3 separate regions of the Mus musculus genome follow, and all the other regions are linked to region 2. The links are chromatin contacts, called in public Hi-C maps. All regions are on one chromosome and are shown on one strand. The core of a region is the stretch at or near the end of the contact, and the rest is flanking DNA. Distances in the headings are between cores, read along the strand shown. Region 1 overlaps Gm14249 (predicted gene 14249). Region 2 holds the start of Tshz2 (teashirt zinc finger family member 2). Region 3 has its middle 29 kb from the start of Gm34112.

The links. Hi-C and Micro-C count contacts between places; a contact is called where the count stands out from the background.
Region 1: a Hi-C map of the N1E-115 cell line shows a contact between it and region 2, with 3 times the contacts expected there. The contact joins the enhancer-like site here to the promoter of Tshz2 in region 2. A contact is called at or near these places in 1 of 39 promoter capture datasets (second pharyngeal arch cranial neural crest), 6 of 484 Hi-C or Micro-C datasets (the N1E-115 cell line, embryonic fibroblasts, nephron progenitors and 1 more) and 3 of 115 datasets of contacts at active chromatin or transcription factors (embryonic stem cells and pancreatic cancer cells).
Region 3: a contact with region 2 is called in a Hi-C map of olfactory sensory neurons, with 2.5 times the contacts expected there. The contact joins the enhancer-like site here to the promoter of Tshz2 in region 2. A contact is called at or near these places in 2 of 484 Hi-C or Micro-C datasets (immediate neuronal precursor and olfactory sensory neurons), 2 of 115 datasets of contacts at active chromatin or transcription factors (both in embryonic stem cells) and 3 of 9 other capture datasets (adipose tissue, liver and pancreatic islet).

Annotation. Positions count from the first base shown.
Region 1 is chr2:169,503,959-169,506,964 of GRCm38.p6, forward strand. Gm14249 (predicted gene 14249) reads left to right here. Exons shown (of 7, transcript NR_166520.1): 7 at 597-888. Among named protein-coding and RNA genes, the nearest start is that of Gm34112, 10 kb to the left of the region's middle. Within about 2 kb of position 1,458, at least 2 of the 459 cell types and tissues checked have an H3K27ac peak or open chromatin away from gene starts, as enhancers often do. A contact at or near this core is called in the N1E-115 cell line, where this site is marked.
Region 2 is chr2:169,631,171-169,634,222 of GRCm38.p6, forward strand. It overlaps Tshz2 (teashirt zinc finger family member 2), which reads left to right and starts at 1,339. Exons shown (of 2, transcript NM_080455.3): 1 at 1,339-2,609. The coding sequence starts at 2,570.
Region 3 is chr2:169,522,355-169,525,824 of GRCm38.p6, forward strand. No RefSeq gene overlaps it. Among named protein-coding and RNA genes, the nearest start is that of Gm34112, 29 kb to the left of the region's middle. Within about 2 kb of position 1,712, at least 12 of the 459 cell types and tissues checked have an H3K27ac peak or open chromatin away from gene starts, as enhancers often do. A contact at or near this core is called in olfactory sensory neurons, where this site is marked.

The DNA of each region.
Region 1 (3,006 bases), core at 208-2,707, 130 kb before region 2:
GCCATAGTGTAAGCCGCGTGAACCTGCGTTTAATTCCTAAAATGCACATGACAAGCTGGGTGCAGTGAGTGGTGAGTGTGTGTGTGTGTGTGTATGTGTGTGTGTGTGTGTGCATACACGTGTATATGGTTTGTGTGTGCACACACATGTTCACATATGTGTGCATGTACCTATGGAGGCCAGAGGCTGATGTCATATTTCTTGCTCAATTCTTACTCACTTTATTTATTTATTTATTTATTTGAGACAGGCTCTCTCACCAAACCTACAGATCACAAATTTGGCAAAGGTGGCTGGCCACTGAGTCCCAGGGATCCTCCTGTCTCTGTGTCTCCAGCTCTGGAGTTACACACAGACACACACACACACACACACACACACACACACACACACACACAGACACACACACACACAGACACACACACACACACTCACACTCACACACACACACTAACACACTCACACTCAGTCTCTCTTACACACACATACTCTCACACACACTCACTCACACACACTCACACACACACACACGTATGAAGAGCCTCACACAGCTGTTGCTTCCCTAGCTCCACTCAGTGTCTTCTGTCCCCTCGCAGGCCTAGGAACAGAGAGAGATGATCAGAAGGATGAGACCACGGAGCTCCAGCCAGACCAGTGCACGGGGATGGCCTTGCTTTCTCTGCCGTGTATCTACAGAGCCTCAGGATATCCCAAAACACAACGAAAGGGCGTCATGGTCACCAAGGGTTAGAATGACACTCTTGATGGGTGTAGAGACAAACTTACAAACACTGGACAATGAATTACAAATTGAAAGCAAGTGAACTCCCACACCCTTTTCTAACCCAACCAGGCGGATGATCTAACAAGGCGGCCCTGAAGCCCAAATTAGTGTGTGGCAGCGTGGTCTGTTCTTACACCAAGCTCAGAGATTCTTTTCAGTGACGCAGAGGGGGACACAGAGCTCTGGATGCTAATTAGCCCCCACCAGACCCTGTTGAATAGAACCCTTGTACCACACCCTGAGGAAGACTATGGCAAGGCCAGTAGCTTTTGATAAAAAGGAATGTGTTTATTCATAATGTTTACATGTGACTCTACAATATCATATGAGTAGCATAGTGAGATTGAAACCACGCGGGCCTATGGAGCTGAGTAACATCTTATGGTGGTTTTCGTGCCTCTGTGGGATCTCCTCCGGTACCCTTGGCGGTCAGTGTGCCTCGCTCTAGTGCTTCTCCTGTTTTTAACATCTGTATTATAAAAATGTAGAGTTTGATTGCGGAGGTCTTATAAAAAACGTAGAGTTGACTATATCTGGGGCAAAGTCTGGGTTTATGCTCTTTTAACAAGCTCCCGGGTGACAGGGACATGACTGTCCTGGGACCTTCAATGCAGGTAGTAGGGACCAATGCTCTTGTTCCTCTATTTCTGACTTCTTTCCCAAGGCTGATTGCACTTGAGCTGCTCAGGGCCAGATAGGTGAAGATGGTGGGCAGAGGTCAAAGGTTACCCACCAGCTTCCCCCAAGCCCTCCATCCAGAAGACTTTCAGGACTCCTTTAGGTTTCCTGGATATGCATAAGTGAAAGGCACCCTCCCTGCCTCCCTACCCCCGCCCCTTTACGCCTGTTTCCTCCAGGGGTCTCCTTTGCTTTATTTCTTAAGTTAACAAGACAGGACTCTCTGAAGTCATAAACACTGACATTCCCGGATGCAACAGTGGGCAAGATTATTCTCCCTGATTAAGCCTTTGACAGGCCGCATCTTCTCAGCTAACACCATGCCAGGTTTTATTAGTAAATTGGCCCTAGAAGTTTCTCTTACCTACAGATGTCCTAGCTCAGCAATCCTTCCCCGAGATCAGAATGAGCACATTCAAGAACACTCTGCATGGAAGCACCAAGAACAATAATTAGACAAATTTGCAAACCAGGCAGGGATATGAGTGACGATCTCATATGGAGACTGTTAAGTGGAAACAGGAAACTTAAATAATTGACTGTTAAAACCAGCTAAGAAGGCTACGTTGCTTCCGATAACCAGACACTGTTATTAGGTTACAGCGACAAGACCATTAAGATGAAATGGAGGCTCTAGCTCACTGCTTTAATAGACCTGAGCCATGTTATAATCAATGATTTCATCAGTCTATCCTTCCAACGCAAGTGACAGCAGGACTCCAGAACATGCAGCTCCGTAGGAAGGGGACAGTGTGGACCCGAACCTCGGATGGAGGTGGCCCCAGACAGATAACAAGCCTCTGGAATCAACTGTAGGCATCTTCTGTGTTTCTTTTTTTATGGAAACATGATTTTGCATCTGTTTCTGATGCCACTCAGCAATCCACCTTACCAGGCAACAAGATACTTCTAGAATATTGGAAAGCACAGCTGGGGAGAGGACTCTGTCTATACAAGCATGAGGACCTGACTTCGATTCCTAGAACCTACTTTTAAAAGCAGGGCGTGGTGTACCTCCCTGTAATCCCAGTGGTGAGCATGGTCAAGTAGGCGAGTCCTTGGGACTGGGCTAGCCAGCCTGACAGGCTAGCAAAACTAGTAAGGTCCTTGGGAAAGTGAGAAATGAAATCCCATCTCAAAATCAAAGTGCAGAATGAGTGTTGGGGACAAGCTAGGTTGTTCTCTGTCATCCACGTGTACCTGTGAAAACACAAAACACAACCACTATACCACACAGAGATGGTGGGAGTTGTGTGGCGATGTAGTGGTTGTGTTGTTAGTATTTAGACATGTATGCATTCCTCAAACATTTTAATTTATTTTTTTAATTAGGTGTTTTCTTCATTTACATTTCAAATGCTATCCCAAAAGTTCCCCAGACCCTCCCCTCCAACTCCCCTACCCACCCACTCCCACTTCTTGGCACTGGCCTTCCCCTGTACTGAGGCATATAGTTTGCAAGACCAAGGGGCCTCTCTTCCCAATGATGGCCGACTAGGCCATCTTCTGATACATATGCAGCTAGATAAAATTTCTCAATTCAC
Region 2 (3,052 bases), core at 89-2,588:
CTTCTTCATACTCCAGATTCATGACAGTCTGTGTCTCAGGCCTATCAGCCCAGCTACTCAGGAGCCTGAGACCAGAAGATCCCAAGTTTGAAGACCTATCTAAGAATGAGTTCAAGGTCAGCCTGAATAACTTAGCAAGACCTCTGTCTCAACATTTAAGAAAAAAATGAAGAGGATCAGAAACATAGTTTAGTGATAGACTGCCTGCCCAGCATGTATGATGCCTTGCCTACCCAGCATGTATGATGCCTTGCCTACCCAGCATGCATTATGCCTTGCCTACCCAGCATGCATTGTGCCTTGCCTGTCCAGCATGTATGATGTCTTGCCTGCCCAGTATGTACGGTGCCCTGAGTTCAATGCCCAGTATCAGGTTCATTAGGCTCCTAGCTCTACCTCCTTCCGCTGCCTTCCCACTTGTCATTGACTTTCTACCCAACTGGAAGGAAGGAAAGCGTCTTCAGGACAGGGTCATCCTGTTCACACGTGCTGAAAGGTACCTACCTCCCCGTGTGCAGTGGTACCCAGGGAGACCGGGTTCAGCTACAATAGACTCTCCAGAATGGACTCCTCTTTCAGCCCCAAAACAACACTCAGTTTTAACCAATCCGGGCCACTCTGAAGTTGTACTCCCAGCATGCCCTGCTTCCTCTTCATTTATTGCACTATTGGGGGTGGAGCTCTATGTTTTCTGTTTGGCACCATTGGGAGATAGAATACGATAAACGAGGGCACAACTCCCTAAGAACTTATACTCTAGTGAGATCTGAGGCAATTACCCAAAGAGCGAGCTGTGCACAGCATCCACCTTCCTTGATGAGCCCAGCGGAGAAAGCAAATAGAGAAAGGTGGACATCAAATTTTCAGCAAGGTAGACCTCTGGGAAGTGACTGAACACCACCAGGGGGCAAGTTGTTTCAGATGTTGTTCCTCTCACCCTTGATAACAGCCACAATCTGGACTTCCCCACTCTCTGTCACTGTGGTGACTGTATAACAGGTGCACCATAGGTGCTCAATAAATATCAGCATTGGAAGGAAACACAATGAAGGTTATGTAATTAGTCTGCCCAGGAAGCAGAAGTTTAAAAAAAAATCCCAATACTCCAAGAAGGTGGAAGTTAAAGCAATGTGAACTTACATAGTGAGAGGAGGTTATTTGCTGGAGAACAGGTTGAGACTGGATATAGTCCCATCCCCCTAATCTGTCTCCCAAGCAAACCTAGATTGTCCCCTTCTAATCTCCAACTCTAACTGTCTCCAACTCTGCCAGAGCCCCGCCCCCTTCCTTCCCACTCCCCCTTTTCTTCCTCTTGGAGGGGCATCTAGACAGGCGGACACTCCACTGCCCCAGTGAGGAGGAGGTGGGTGCCTCCAGGGCTGCAGCCAAGCCGGCTGGGTCCTCTTTCTCCAGCTCCTCTCCCAGGCGGGACACTGTCCCTTTAATAGACTCCCTCTGCCTGGCGCTCTGCGGCTGGGGAGTAAATTTCTCCCTGTCATCAGGTCGCAGGGAGAAGAGGAGGAGTTTGTTAATGTTCAGTTTGTTCAGCCGGGATCGATGTTTGCTGGCATCGCCTCGCCCTGTCTTGTGTGTGTGTGAGTGTGTGTGTGTGTGTGTGTGTGTGTGTGTGTGTGTGTGTGTGTGTGTGTAAGAGAGAGCATATGTGGGGAGTGTGAGTGTAAGTGTGTGTGTGTGTGTGTGTGTGTGTGTAAGCGAGAGTGCTTGTGTGTGAGAGCGAGCGTGCGTGTGCGTATGTGTGGTGTGTGTGTGTGTGTGTGTGTGTGTGTGTGTGTGTGTGTGTGTGTGTGTGTGAGTGAATTCCAGATTTTCTGTCTTTCCCAAACCCGCTCCTGTCCTCTCGCATATCACTCACAGACGGGGATCTGACAGCAACAACAAACCTACAGTGAGTGATCTCTCCCCAGCGCGAATCCGCCATCAAGATCAGGGAAGAGGAGGAGGAGGAAGAAGAGGAAGAGGAGGAGGAAGAGGAGGAGGAGGAGGAGGAGAAGGAGGAGAAGGAGAAGGAGGAGAAGGAGGAGGTGGTAAAGGAAGAGGAGGTGGAGGAAGAGGAGGAAGAAGAGGAGGAGGGAAAGAGAAGGAAGAAGAAAAAGAAGAAATCCACTGTCTTCCCGGGATTGTTTCCCCCCTTATCTTTAAGCGCGAGTGTGCGCGTGGCGCGTGTGCGCCCCTCATCCCTGCCATCTGAACCCCGTCTTGGATGTTTAATAAAGAAATCAAGTGTCTCACCAGTCACCAAAAAAACAGCAAAAAGCAAAACCAAAAAAAGAAAAAAATCCAAAAGCAAAACAAAAAGAGAGGGGGAAAAAAAACCAAACAAACAAACAAGGCAGAACCAACCTCCACTTGCAAGCAGCAGGCGCGAGCCACATATCTGCCACCCAGAGAGGGGGTCTCCGGCCCCGCGCTGGAGCGCTGGCAGGGGGATCTTCAGGGGGACAGAGGCCGAGTGACGTCCTAGGAGCCACAGAAAGACGAGCGAGACTGCGGCCCCCGCGCGCGGCTCGGGGCTGGGGCGCCAGAAGTGAGACTGGAGCTAAGTAGAGCGATGCCAAGGAGGAAACAGCAGGCACCCAAGCGGGCGGCAGGTAAGAGATGGCTCCGCTCCGGGTGCCCGGCCCCTGAGCCCGGCGCACAGCGGCTCGCCCGCCCGCCCTCCTGGCCTGGGGCTGGCGGGGACGCCACCCCCTGGCGCTTTCAAGAGGGTTAGCGTGCGGGTGCCCTCTTCATCACCCCAGAATGATTTCCCCAATCTTTCCCTCTCCAGGCTCCCTCTGGGTGGTGGTGGCAGGGAAGCGTCCCACCAAACCTTCCTGGTTTAAACTTTTCCTCCCTCCACCCTCTACCCCACCCCTAACTTTTTCTCCCAGTCTGGCTTCTTGCCTCTGGAACCAAAGTCGGATTATGGATTTGGGGTGCAGGGGGAGGGAGATAGCCCCCTCTCATCCCTCTGAGAGGTCAGTGCTGATGGCTTCTGGCCTCCAGGGACAGTGTCTCCAGTCGCTGGGGCTCAGGGCTTGCAAGTGTGTGG
Region 3 (3,470 bases), core at 462-2,961, 110 kb before region 2:
CCCTCCCCTCCCCTCCCCTCCCCTCCCCTCTTCATGGTTTGCTTGCTTGCTTGCTTGCTTGGTTGCTGACAGGCTCTCCCGTAACCCAGCTATCCTTGAACTCCAGATGTAACCTTGAACTTCTGATACTCTTGACGCCACCTCCTGAGTCATGGGGTTACAGGCCTGAGATTCCATATCTGATATATGCAATACTGGAGTTTGATGCCAGGCCTTCATGCATGCAAAGCAAGCACTCTACCAACTGTGCCACAGCTGCCCTCAGCTCTTGTGTCAGGGTCTTTAAGACAACCTTAACCTCTGATCATGATTTTATGATAGGGCTTCCCTCTTGACAGCTTTCCTTTCAAGGAAGGCAGAGGGGGGAGGGTCCTTTTCTCATTGTGTGAGTTAGAGACACTCAACTCCAGTTCAGTTGGGCACCCTGATTTTTTTTCTCTCTGTTGCCTCTGACAGACTTTGTAGCAAGCATATGTGTCCCTTGGCACAGACAAGGAAAATTCTGCACACACCCGCCCGTTGGCATTTAGCGCTCCATTATACCCTGGAATCTCAGTGCTTATATTTCCGTGGTGGTGTCTCTTATTGTCTTAGTACTAAGGGAGAAAGCGTAACTCAGACTAAAAGCAAAGTAAATAGCAGAGAGATAAAGAGAGGGGCAGGTAAGCCTGGATCAGCAGGATTGGCAGGGCAGATTTGACTCTTTGCATTGGCTGGCCCATGGCCCCATTATGATGCCGGTTCTTATCTTTCTGATAGTTCAATGCCATCTTGTCACACTGGACTGATTCCTGTCTGTACTTGCTTGTCTCTAAGGTACAGTTTTATATCTGACATGCCGATGACCTGAAACATGCTTCCTGAACTCTGAGTTGATTGACGCTCCAACACTCACGCTCAACTCAAATATCACTTCCTCTTGGAAGCCCGCTGGGACTGCGCCCTGTACATTTGCCCACTTCCAGTAACTCATTGTTCACCACACCATGTTGGCTTTACCTTTTCAGAGGCTTTTCCCAATCTAAAGCTGTCATGTTCTTTTTTCCTTTAACTCTGCCTGCTATACTGTACTCTAGGACTGAGGGCCTGAGGGTCAGTGTCTGTCTTTGTGCACTTAGCTGAGTTCCTAAAGAGCCAATAAGTTTTAGAGAAAGGGAAAGAGGCAGGTAGCCCTGGAAAGGGGCCCAGAGGGACTGGTTCAGTCATTAAAGTCCTTGCCACATACGCAGGAGACCCAAATTTATATTCTCAGCAGCTGCATAAGATCTGAGTGTGGCAATGTTCACCCTCAACACTAGCATTGAGGGGGAGAGGGGAAGTGTGGAGCAGGTCCCCAAAGCCTGCTGGGTAGCCACGTTAGCCAATCAGTGAGCTTCAGGCTCATTGAGCGACCTCAAGAATAAGATGAAGGAGCCCTGATGTTGATTTATAGCTTGCATATGCTCACACATACCTGCACATACACCTGCCATGCACACAGAAACACAAATACATACAAACAGACAGACACATAGCATGTGTGCGTGCGCACACACAGACACATCATGCCTTGATTTCAGGGAAGGAGGTTGTCTAACTGAGGAAAACTTATGAAAATTTTTCAGATGCACAAGCCACAACCACGTGGCAGAGGTCACAGGCTGACCCACAGCTCTGTATGCCCTAGTGGGGAATGTGCACAACGGAATCTCCCCTGCAGCCGTGAGTGGAACACACCTATTGTGTCAGGTCTTCATGCTGCCACGTGAGCTGTTCTTGGCAGCTGTTTTATGCATTCATGACTGTGGACAGAATGACAAAGCCATTTATATGTCAAGAAAAAAAATCACCTGGTGATCTTCTGTGTATTGTCTTCTGAGAGAATACTTAGTTCTCAACACCTGCCAAACAAGAGCCACTGCCAAAAAAGACATAGAAATAAAAGGTTTGAAAGAAATCATGGAAAAAGAGATCGGAATGAAGCAGCTTCCGGATTGCCAGCACTACGCATGCGCACTTAGAGCCACTGTGCACTTTTCTTCCATGAAGACAATGGAGGGACCGAACAATGCTGGGATTCAGAATATAGTCGAAATAAAATGGCCGGAAGTGCTATCCCCAGATGATTTCACAGATCTACCTCACCTAACGGGGAGCCTTTAAGCATTACCCACAAACCAAGAGAGGCTGTAATAATGTCGCCACCCCTTGTCCCTTCATGCAGCTCTTTGCCTAAAGAATTTGTCCCGTGTGTCCTTGCCAACCTGCCAGAGGCAAGGAAACCTGCACCGCCCCCGCCCCGTGTGGGAGCTAAGCTTGCAAGCCAACGCCTCTGCACCCATGAACGGATTCACGCTTCCTATTTTAAAGTGGTCAGCGGCAGGTGAGCGGCTGTGCGAGCACAGGCAACAAACTGTAAAGATGGAGCCAAGCAAGACGGTGCCACGTGCCTTCATTTCGGTTGCCTCTGTCAATCTGCTCTCACGATGCCTGTTACAACGAAACGATGCTCCAAAGAGATCACCGCATAACATAAAAATGGAGACCACACAGGAGAGGTGTGTTTACGTTAAAGGGAAAAACCTCAGAAGAAAACTGAAACCAAATCTGAAGCCTTTCTGTGTCCCGCATGGAAAACTCCCAGGCAAGAATGCTTCTTAGGAAGGTCTGTACGGTGGCGGCACACTGAAGAGGGGGAGGCCAGGCTGGAGAGATTACCAGTGACAGCCTGGGCTAAGGACTGAGACTTTATAAAACAAAACCAAAATAAAATAGTATAAAACAAACAAAAAGACTCCTCTGTAGATTAAGGAAGGCAGTGTTTCTCTTCACAACCCCCTCCCCCAATAAAAAAGGTCACAAAAGAGGATCAAGAACAACAGGGGTCACCTCAATGGGCTTGTGAGAGATAGTACGAGATCTCTTCCTGGAACAGGCAGCAAACGTGTTGCTCGAAGCAGAGGACAGAGAAGGAAGAGATCTTGAGGGGAGAAGGGAGGTCAGAATAGAGTTCTTCACGCTCAAGGAAACACTTGAGGTCACAGGGATCTGAACTTTAGCTGCTTAGAAAGCATCGAGAACAGGACCAGTGACCCCGCCCCCTTCAAAGATCTCCATGAGAGAACGGTTAACCTAGGGTGGAAAGGGGGGAAATGTTTATTCTACCAGCTGTAGTTTCTTCTGGTAATTTGATGATGTAAGGGAACTCTTCCCACACCTCTTTTCCCCTTAAAGGAGAAAAAGAGAAGGAAATCCAATCCGCCCGTAACTGCTAGAATAGAGGCGGGAAGGAAATGAGGCCAGGTGGGCTAGAGACAGCTCTTGTCTCCTTTGCCACCTGTCCTCAAGTCCCATTTTTTTTTTCTTCTCAGTAAAAACTCCAGTCAGGTTATATTTTGATACCTTCCACTTGACGCTCATCAGGTGACAAGACTGTTAGGCCAGTAGGTTCAGCCAGGGATATGCATTCTGAAGAATGTTCCAGAATGGTC